Linked DNA regions of Pan troglodytes: region 2 is linked to region 1. A link is a contact called in public HiChIP or PLAC-seq data. All regions are on one chromosome and are shown on one strand. The core of a region is the stretch at or near the end of the contact, and the rest is flanking DNA. Distances in the headings are between cores, read along the strand shown.

The links. HiChIP or PLAC-seq counts read pairs in DNA pulled down with a chosen protein or histone mark.
Region 2: a contact with region 1 is called in an H3K4me3 HiChIP or PLAC-seq map of stem cell-derived excitatory neurons, with 2.3 times the contacts expected there. The contact joins the promoter of UBE2K here to the promoter of UGDH in region 1. A contact is called at or near these places in 1 of 7 Hi-C or Micro-C datasets (stem cell-derived neural progenitor cells) and 1 of 1 datasets of contacts at active chromatin or transcription factors (stem cell-derived excitatory neurons).

Annotation. Positions count from the first base shown.
Region 1 is chr3:39,854,016-39,859,013 of NHGRI_mPanTro3-v2.0_pri, reverse strand. It overlaps UGDH (UDP-glucose 6-dehydrogenase), which reads left to right and starts at 2,950. Exons shown (of 12, transcript XM_001142520.7): 1 at 2,950-3,281.
Region 2 is chr3:40,024,713-40,029,744 of NHGRI_mPanTro3-v2.0_pri, reverse strand. It overlaps UBE2K (ubiquitin conjugating enzyme E2 K), which reads right to left and starts at 2,924. Exons shown (of 7, transcript NM_001246525.1): 1 at 2,705-2,924. The coding sequence starts at 2,767.

The DNA of each region.
Region 1 (4,998 bases), core at 1,701-4,200:
GGTGGTGTGCACCTGTAGTCCCAGCTATTCGGGAGGCCTAAGCAGGAGAATCTTTTGAACCTGGGAGGTGGAGGTTGCAGTGAGCTAAGACTGCACCATTGCATTCCAGCCTGGGTGACAGAGCGAGACTCCGTCTCAAGAAAAAAAAAACAAAAAGCAAAAAACAAAAAACCAGATAAACAGAGAAAAATTGAACTGCCATTAGAGAAGACGAGGAGATGTGGGAACCCAGATACTTGTCTTTAACTTCCTACTGATTCTCTATCCTCACAGATTTCTGACACACTACCAGAGGATTCAGGGCTCCATGAAACATAATTTGAAAATAACTAGCCTACCTTGGCAGTTCTCAAAGTTTGTAGTATCAAGACCCCTTGGCATGTTTAAAAATTGAAGACTCAAATAAGTTTTTTTCATGTGGATTGTGTAACTATTGGTATTTACCATATTAGAAATGAAAACTGACAAATTATATATAAAAGATTAATTCCTTAAAATTGACAATAAGCCCATTACATGTTAACATAAATATCATATTTCAATGAAAAATTACTATATTTTAAAAACAAAAAATAAGATTGGCATTGTTTTCATTTTTGTAAATCTCTAATATCTGACTTAAAAAACAGCTTAATTCTATCTGCTTTGATAGCACATTATAGTCTCCACAAAACTTCATTGTACACTTGTGAGAGAACAAGAGTGAAAAAAGCAAGTAACACATGAAAACTTTTTGACTTCATGGATCCCAGAAAGAACCTCGGAGATTGTCTACAGTCCCCAGCTCACATTTGGAGAACCTCTGTCCTAAATCCAAAGGTCCATTCTAGCTGGCACTGAAAATTGACTTAATTTCTGAAATCCTATTAACCGTTTTGAAGAGTCTGATTCTACCAAAATACTAAAAAAGAATGTGAGGTGAATACTAAATAGAAAAATGTTGAATTCAAAATGAAGGGACTAAGATAAGTGGTTTTTATTACAAAGCAAACTGTATTAGGTAACTTAAATCTATGTATGTTCAAAAAGATGTACTTGTCATATCTAGTGCAATTACTTGTTTACATATCTCTTCTACCCAACCTGTGAGCTTTGCAAGAAGGAACTGAGTCTTTTTTGTTTGGTTATTTTTTTGAGACAGTGAGTGTCTCGTTCTGTTCCCCAGGCTGCAGGGCAGTGGCGTGATCTCGGCTCACTGCAACCTCCGGTCCCCGAGTTCAAGCAATTCTCATGCCTTAGCCTCCTAAGCAGCTGGGATTACAGGTGCCCACCGCCTCACCCGGCTAACTTTTTGCATTTTTAGTGGAGCCGGGGTTTCACCATGTTGGCCAGGCTGGTCTGGAACTCCTGACCTCAGGTGATCCACCCGCTATGGCCTCCCAAAGTGCTGGGATTACAGGAGTAAACCACCGTGCCTGGCCAAAGGAATTCAGTCTTAATCCCTTTTGCATCTTCAGCCTTTAGGATAACGTCTGACACACAACAGGCATTAAATATTTGTTGGATGAATGAACTGAACTGCATAGAATGCAGAAAGCCTACATATACTGGCCAGGCATGGTGGCTCACACCTGTAATCCCAGCACTTTGGGAGGCCGAGACGGGCGGATCACCTGAGGTCAGGAGTTTGAGACCAGCCTGGTCAACATAGCAAAACCCGGTCTCTATTAAAAATATAAAAATTAGCCGGGCATGGTTGTGGGCGCCTGTAATCCCAGCTACTCGGGAGGCTGAGGCAGGAGAATCGCTTGAATCCGGAAGGAGGAGGTTGAGGTGAGCCGAGATTGCACCACTGCACTCCAGCCTGGGCGACAAGAGGCAGACTCCGTCTCAAACAAAACAACCAACCAACAAGCCTACATATCCTGCCACACGTGCTACAATCCACAGCAAACTGTTTCATCCACATTCAACCACTTTCTTAAAGTCACCATCATGATCCTATCAAGAAAACCGTAATTTATATGGTATTTTAATGTGCCTTTATAAATTACTAATCACTTTCTTCATGATGTATGTTAAAATGGCTTATGTCACCTGATGTAATCCTTAATGAGGGAAATAAAAGGCCATGACTATGCCTGGCTTTTTTTCTTATATGTTAGATTTGAGTGTTAAAATGACCTCGAAGCGGCGAAAGAAAGGAACAGAACTGCCCTCCACATTAAAAATGAGCAGGCTCCATAGGTTAATTTTACTCTTCCTCACGCACGGCACTTACATGTTGCAAACTCTCCGCTCCACAGCACGCACAGACATCCCAAATCCCGGATTGGGCCTGAGGAACATCTCTGCAAAGAGCGCCAGGAGGGCGTGGGGGTCCCGCCTCTCCCGCCAGGGACCAGGGAGTGGACACTCACTGGTCCAGTCATGAGGAACTCAGCATCCTCCTGACGGGAGGCGCCTCTTTCCCAGAAGCGGTGGGTCAGGAGGAATCTGACTAAACCCTGGGTTGCCCGCCCGGAGGGCGCGGTTGACCCCGGGGCCTCGAGGTTGTGGGCGAGGAGTAATACGCCCGCCGAGACCGACCCGCAGATCCAGGAGACTGAAACCCGAGGGCGGCGCTCCAGGGTGCTGAGGAGACCGGAAAGGCGGCCAGGACCTTCCGGTTGCCTCGGCCCACCACCCACCCAGTGTCCGCGCAGCCCTAAAGCCTGGCAGACGCGGAGCGCACGCGGCCTTTGCCTCGGCCAGGACAGGGCAGCGGGGAGAGGGCTGCTAGACAACAATTCTTGACCCCCCCACCTCAACCCACGACCGCCGGGTAGGCGCGCAAAGGGCCTACTCCTGCGGCGCGCCCCCGTCCCCCTGGTCCAGCGGACACGCCACGCACGCAGCCCCGCCCAGCGCCGCTCGCGGTAGGGGCGGAGCCGCTGAGCTGGCCAAAGCGGATTTGCCCAGCTCGGCCAGGGGCGGGGCAGGCCCTCCCAGCCAGGACCAGCCCCAGTCTCCCCGCCCCTGAGCCCTGAAGGAAATAGGGACCCGGCCCTGGGCCTTGTGTAGCGGGAGGGGGAGCTAGGAAGCAGCTGAGGGCAGAGTCCAGGAGGGCCTGGCTGCGGGGGAATGAAGCCTCCGCCTTCTCAGGCAAAAGCCTTTAAATACGGGCTCAGGCCCGGGACTCAGAGTGTAACGCGTGGCAGCCTGAGGGAGGGGCGTGCGCCGAGAGGGAGCTCAGACGGAGCGGGGCGCGGGTGAAGAAGCTGCGGCGGCGCGGCCCGTAGGAAGGTGCTGTCCGAACGATCGGGATAGGAGCGGTCCCTGCGCTTGCTGCTGGGAAGTGGGTAAGCGCCGCTCCCAGACTGGCCCCGCCGCCCGGGCGGGATGCTCCCAGGTCTGGGCGGGATGTGGAGGGAGCGGGGCTGGGGTGTGCGCGCTGCTCCCGGTCGCTCGCTGCGCTCGGTCCCGGGCTTCCCGTCTCACGACCTTCGTCTCTTTGGGGCTTAGGGCGGGAACCGCATTTTGGAACTGCTGTCCTGGGGATGTGGTCGTCTGGGCTTCTTATTCAAGACTCGTGAGTCTTCCAGCCCCTTCTCTTTCTGCCTTTACCCACTTTCCTGACTTGGATGAGATTTCCCTGCCGCCTCCAAAGCCGAACGCCCACCACAGGAAGCGGTTCTCTCGTTGGGGACCTCATTTTGGCCGCAGAGTCGTAGTTTTTTGTTTGTGTTTAAGAGTCTGCTCACCTGAGGGGCTCCTGCTTTTCTCATGCCGCCCCTCTTAAGAAACCAAAGAGAAACGAAGCCAGAAATCCCTCTTGAGAGCAAAATACTAAGACTGTCGTGATATCTGTCCGGGATGTCCTGGAATCCATTGTTGGCCCCCTGCACCACAGAATTGCTCTGTTTGATGTCGGGGAAGGCCTTTCCTGGGTGCCTCGGGAGACCATGTTTGTGTGAGATCTTGAAAAATTATACGTCCTATAAATATATAGGAAGATAACTTAGTAGGGTTAGGAATTCTCGTATAGAAAAAAGAGGGGTTCGCTGGTAGGGATCTATTCATGGGCATACAGAGCAGTAGCTGTCTATCGACAGACCTCAAAGACACAGTGAGCCTTTGAGTTTCTTCAAATCCCTTAAGAAATGGAGAACAGTAGTCTTTCTTCAGGGGGGTTCTGGAAATGAAAGAGCTGACTGTCTGCTCTGAGATGTGCTTATTAGTGGCCAGGATCCAGTTTAAGGTAAGGGGTAGACAACCCTGATTGAAAAGATCTCATTTATTCTCCCGTTGCTGTACTCCTTTTTCTAACAAAATCTATAACTGGATAAGCATAATCCATCTTCCTTCTTGTTTACTTCCACAGCTTTACATGATAACCCTTAGACATAAAATTATTACCGGCTTTCTTACTGATTAAATATTTTTCTCTGGCCAGGCATCTTTTACTGTTTAATTTCTGGAAATGATTAAAATGTGTGAAGCTGATGTATCCAACTATAATGCCCATCGTTAGCTCCTGGGTACCTATGCAAAATACGCTGTAGAGAGCTGGGGCTAGAAGGATTATATTCCGTTTAGATTGTAGTAGGGCATTTGTTATTTGTTAGTGACCCCTTCTGGGTTGGAATGTTTATTTGAATTATGAAATTTTACATGAAGAGTAGTTTTGGAACGGTTTGGTTTGTTGTGACTCTCCCAAAATACAGAGGTAAAAACTCATTTCAAAATAACCCATTTAATAAGGAAACACTCCTATGTCTCTGACAGCAGAATAGAGGGCCAGAGGGTACATAAAAGTAGAAATAGAAAATGGGGGCCGGGCGTGGTGGCTCACGCCTGTAATCCCAGCACTTTGGGAGGCCGAGACGGGCGGATCACGAGGTCAGGAAATCGAGACCATCCTGGCTAACATGGTGAAATCCCGTCTCTACTAAAAATACAAAAAAAATTAGCGGGGCGTAGTGGCGGGCGCCTGTAGTCCCAGCTACTCGGGAGGCTGAGGCAGGAGAATGGCATGAACCTGGGAGGCGGAGCTTGCAGTGAGCCGAGATTGCGCCA
Region 2 (5,032 bases), core at 1,675-4,174, 170 kb before region 1:
TGCCTTTAAGTAAATCACATTTGTATGACACAAAATTCAAAAAATATCTATACCCCATGCCCCAGACACCCAACTCTCTGCACAGAAAGCAATCAATTTTACCAATTTCTCATGAAACCTTTTACCCATACAGGCAAATACACACATTCCCTTCTTTTTGACACAAATGGTGGCCTCTTCCACAGTATTCTGCACCTTGCTTTTTCACATTTATCTTGTTGGCTGTATTTTAACACACTCTAAGAACGGCCACTTATAATCTCTCATAACCAGAATCCAGTAAGCGTCAGCTATCTTTACAAAGGCACTTATAAGGCCACCCCAAAAAGTCCTTAAATCAACCAGGGTTCTTAGTAAACACAAGCATACAAACACATGAAATAAACTTCGGTAAAGTGCTGATTTACCAAAAAAGTGACATGATGAAACATTTATTTGATCAGCCATTCAAAAGACTGTATTTACACCCTTAAAAAGGAAACACATGGACTATACTACAAGTCTTCAATGAGTTGAAAATAACAATACACTTATAGAACTGGGGCTACTAAAATATCAAAAAATACTGGTGAAAATAAGCTATTTATTGGTTATATTTATTCCAAGATTAAATGATGTGACCCTTTCCTAAATGTTCTTTGCAACTTATTTTCCCTGAAGTTTCCTTCCATATTTATACAGGTACTGTTCTAAACAAAACAAACAAACAACAAAAACAACAAAAAACCTGTCTATTTGCATTTCCTGTTTTCTTCTTCTGAAACACTTTTGATGCTTATCTGAAGTAAGGCTTCATCATCCCTTACGTATAAAGAGCAGTGTTTTTTTAATATGCATTACTAGAGAGCAATACAAGTATTTCTGGTAATCTTCAACTTAGTACTAAGAATACCACGGTGAAAAGTCAGCTCATAAAAAGCAAAGAGACCACATTAATTACCAGAGTAGTAACTTACTGTTTCTGTTACTTACAGTAACAGAAAATAAAGCATTAAAAGTCTATTAAGTTTCAGGCTTGTACAACCTTATTAAACAAGAAATGTTTCCAGTTGTTGGCAACAATATTACCTGCTATCTTTCATTAGGAGTATATATGTCAACTAACCTGGAATACATTTTCATATTAAATAAGTTAAAATTGCTGTTTCATTGTATCAGTACAGACACTTATGACTCTACTTCTGCATTGTACCACAAAATACAAAGTCATCCTTCCATTCAGAGTTTTAGCATATGAACAAACATAGAGGTCAGAGTTCATACACATGCTCTGTAAAACCGACCATGACTTATATACTACTTTCAATAAGTCTGTTGTCATTTTTGAATTTTAAATAATTTTTTCTCCATGTATACTCATCACATACTTAGAATGCTGAATTTCACAAATTATTATTGACACTATTAAAGTACTAACCGTAAAAGAAAAACACAAATAGCAATGATATATTCAATAATGGTATGTGAATCTTAAAAATAATCATTTTCTGTATTACTTTTTGTTTAATTCATGTGGGGAAGACAATCTGGCATTCTTGTTGATCTTGGTATGAGAAACTGTACTAATACTTGCATAATTTTGAGTCAAATTACTAGAGCACTGTGAATATCTTACATAAATAAACGTAGTACAAATGTATCTAAATTCTGCAGGACTTAAGAGCAACGGGAGGCAACTTTTTTGAAAATCTGTTAAGTCGTGATAAATCTCAATAAGGAGATGAAACAATGTATTAATCTGGTGAAATTTCACATTTTTAATAGGTCTGCTTTTCAAAAGTAAGAATCAAGTTAACTATGAGGGACATTATAATGAAGTTTCGTGGCACAACACGAGTCACAGAGGCACTGTCTTAGGACAGTCTCTCTGATCTGTAACTTGTAAACAATATTTTGAAATAAGCTACTCATACATTCCATTATTTGTTTCCTAACTAACAATATTTACATGTCTTTAATACACCAAACACCTTGCCTTTGCCCACTCAAAAGATTGAGATGTCAATAAAGATGAGGCCTAGGAATCTGGGGGATAAGTGGAAAAGAGATAATTATCTTATTTGGAATTAACTTGCTAACTCAGGTGAAAATTCCCTTACCCCTGCCACCAAATACGACAGTATTCTATTATGTCTCCCTTTGACTCCTAACACCCAACTAAGAAGGACTAACTCTGAATGTCCTTCCTTTTTAATCAATACCTAAGGACTCACTGCTCCTTCCCTAAGAAAAGAACAGTGAAGGCCTGACAGGCAATAACCCCGAATACCCTCAAAAGTGTGGGCCTTCGAGCAGCACTGCTCTTGGGATCCAGTTACCACCTTTCCCCTTCCCCCAACCCACTTCCCGGGTTTTCTCAGGCTCGGCCTGCTCCCTCCCCACCCCACAGCCACATTTCCAGCTGCGGCCACCGCCTCGGGTTCTCTTGTGAGCTTCCACCCCTCCGAGGAGTTGCCCCCTGTCCATCACCTCCCCAAACCATGTTCCACCCCAGACCACCCGCCCGCGAGACCGTCCATCCTAGCGCTCTGGGAGGGGAGGGGAAGGCGGCGGAAGGAGGAGGGGAACACTGGTGCTTCCTCACAGGCAGAAGGGCGGCCGCAAGGAGGACCACCCAGGGACTACCGGGGATATCGGGGTCGCAGCTGGGAGGACCCTCCCGCCCCAGGCAGAGGTAGGGGATATCCGGGAGTTCATTTCTGACCTCCTCGCTCTTCAGCACCTCCTTGAACTCCCGCTTGATTCGCTGCACCGCGATGTTGGCCATGTCTCCGCCCGCAGCTGATTCGTACCCGCCTCCTCCGCCACCGCTACGACCACCGCCACCGCCGCCACCTCTTCCTCCACCGCCTCCTCCCTCGGCGATTCAGACCTGAGCACACGAACACTGCCACTACCACCCTGGCCGCCGCGCTCCCTTCAGTGTGGAATCACCTCCGCGCCCGGCCACCAAAATGGCGCCGGGTCGGCGCATGCGCACGACGTTGACCCGGCCGGGCGGCGCAGCCGCTCCCGTTGTAGCCCCCCGTACGCCCGAGCCACGAGCTCGCGTCTCGGCTGGGGCTGCGGCCGCGTGGCTCCGCCCTGCCGGCGTCTGGGGCCGCGAGGGTGCGGCTTCCAAGCTGGCCGGCCCTAGCCGGCCCCCCCGGTCCTTCCCGGCGCCTCCGCTCCTGTTTAAACCCGGGTGCTGTGGTCTGGGCTTCCAGCGCTGGCCTCTGACCGAAGGTTCGGGCGCAACCGAACGGGTTTCCGACGCCGCACTCGGCTGGAACGCCGCCCTGACTCAGCTAGACCCGGAACCCGGAGGCTGAACGCCGTGTCTAGCGCAGGAAAACGCTCTCCCGGATCTCGGTCCGGCCCATTTTCAGTTGGTGTAGCCCCAGAAAATCTACTGCAGTCGTTTTTGTTCTGCAACATTTATAGTACCACGATTATTCCCATCATCTCAGGTAGCACAGATTATTGAATTAAGGCTGGTTATTGTTGGATCAGATTGGGTTTGAGACAGGTACTCGGTGGAGAGGCCTGAGGGTGGGTTTAGAAGCCAGATGTTGATCTTTGACCTATTTAATACCGAGCTTGACACACACACACAATCTCTCTCTCTCTCTCTCTCTCTCACACACACACACACACACACTTACTCCTATGCCCATCCCTAGAGTGTTGGGTGGGCCTAAGACTGCGTTTCTAACAAGTCTCCCAGTTGCTGCTGCTGTTGGTGCTGGTTCCGGGACCACATTATGAGAACCACTGAACTGAAGCATGTGAAAATTCACATATATTAAAGTGAAAATTGGAGAAATGGAAACAATTACAGTACCCTTCAGGGGACTCGGGGTTGGGGAGGGGGAGCCTTATTTCTGTAAACCTAGGCCTCAAAGGTGCCTGGTGATAGTAGGCACTCAATAAATATTGAATGAGTAAATGAGTACAGATAAGACTAAAACGTTTTTGCTGGCGCGGCGGATCGCTTGAGGTCAGGAGTCCGAGACCAGCCTGGCCAACATGGTGAAACCCCATCTCTACTAAAAATACAAAAATCAGCCAGGTGTGGTGGCAGGCACCTGTAATCCCAGCTATTCTGGAGGCTGAGGCAGGAAAATCGCTTGAACCTGGGGGTGGGAGGTTGCAGTGAGCGAGATCGCGCCACTGCACTCCAGCCTGGGCCACAGTGCAAGATTCTGTCTCAAACAAAACAAAACAAAACAAAACAAAAAGTATAAAATATTTTAAGTGGAAAGTAAGTTTGAAAGTGGTTTCTGGGCCACGTGCGGTGGCTCACGCCTGTAATCCCAGCACTTTGGGAGGCCGAGGCGGGCGGATCACGAGGTCAGGAGATCAAGACCATCCTGGCTAACACGGTGAAACCCCGTCTCTACTAAAAAAATATAAAAAAATTAGCTGGACGTGGTGGCGGGCGCCTGTAGTCCCAGCTACTCGGGAGGCTGAGGCAGGAGAATGGCGTGAACCCGGGAGGCGGAGCTTGCAGCGAGCGAGATTGCGCCACTGCACTCCAGTCTGGGCAACGGAGCGAGACTCCGTCTCAAAAAAAAAAACAACAAACAAACAAACAAAAGAAAGTGGTTTCTGGTCGGGCGCGGTGGCTCACGCCTGTAATCCCAGCACTTTGGAAGGCCGAGGGGGAGCAGATCACTTGAGCCCAGGAGTTTGAGACCAACCTGGGCCCTATGGTGAAATCCTGTCTCTAAAGATAATAATTTTTAAAAAAGAAAGTGGTTTCTAAGGTGCATAGTAATAATGGTTTGGTACTGAGAAGCATTTTGAATAGAACATTTTGGAATAAGTAATAAGGGTGTCATTTCAGAAGTTTATACTTCATGCACTTCCTTCACCTGGCCAATCAGTAAAATATCTATTATAAAAATATCACAAATACATGGTCTTACCAAAAGTAATTAAAATTGTGGTGGCAAACATGGAAATAGCCAATGGAGGCGAATCAGTGGGGGCACAAGGCAAAAGAGAATTTCTTAAACTCCCGCCCCAGGAACCAAGAGGAGATTTTAAA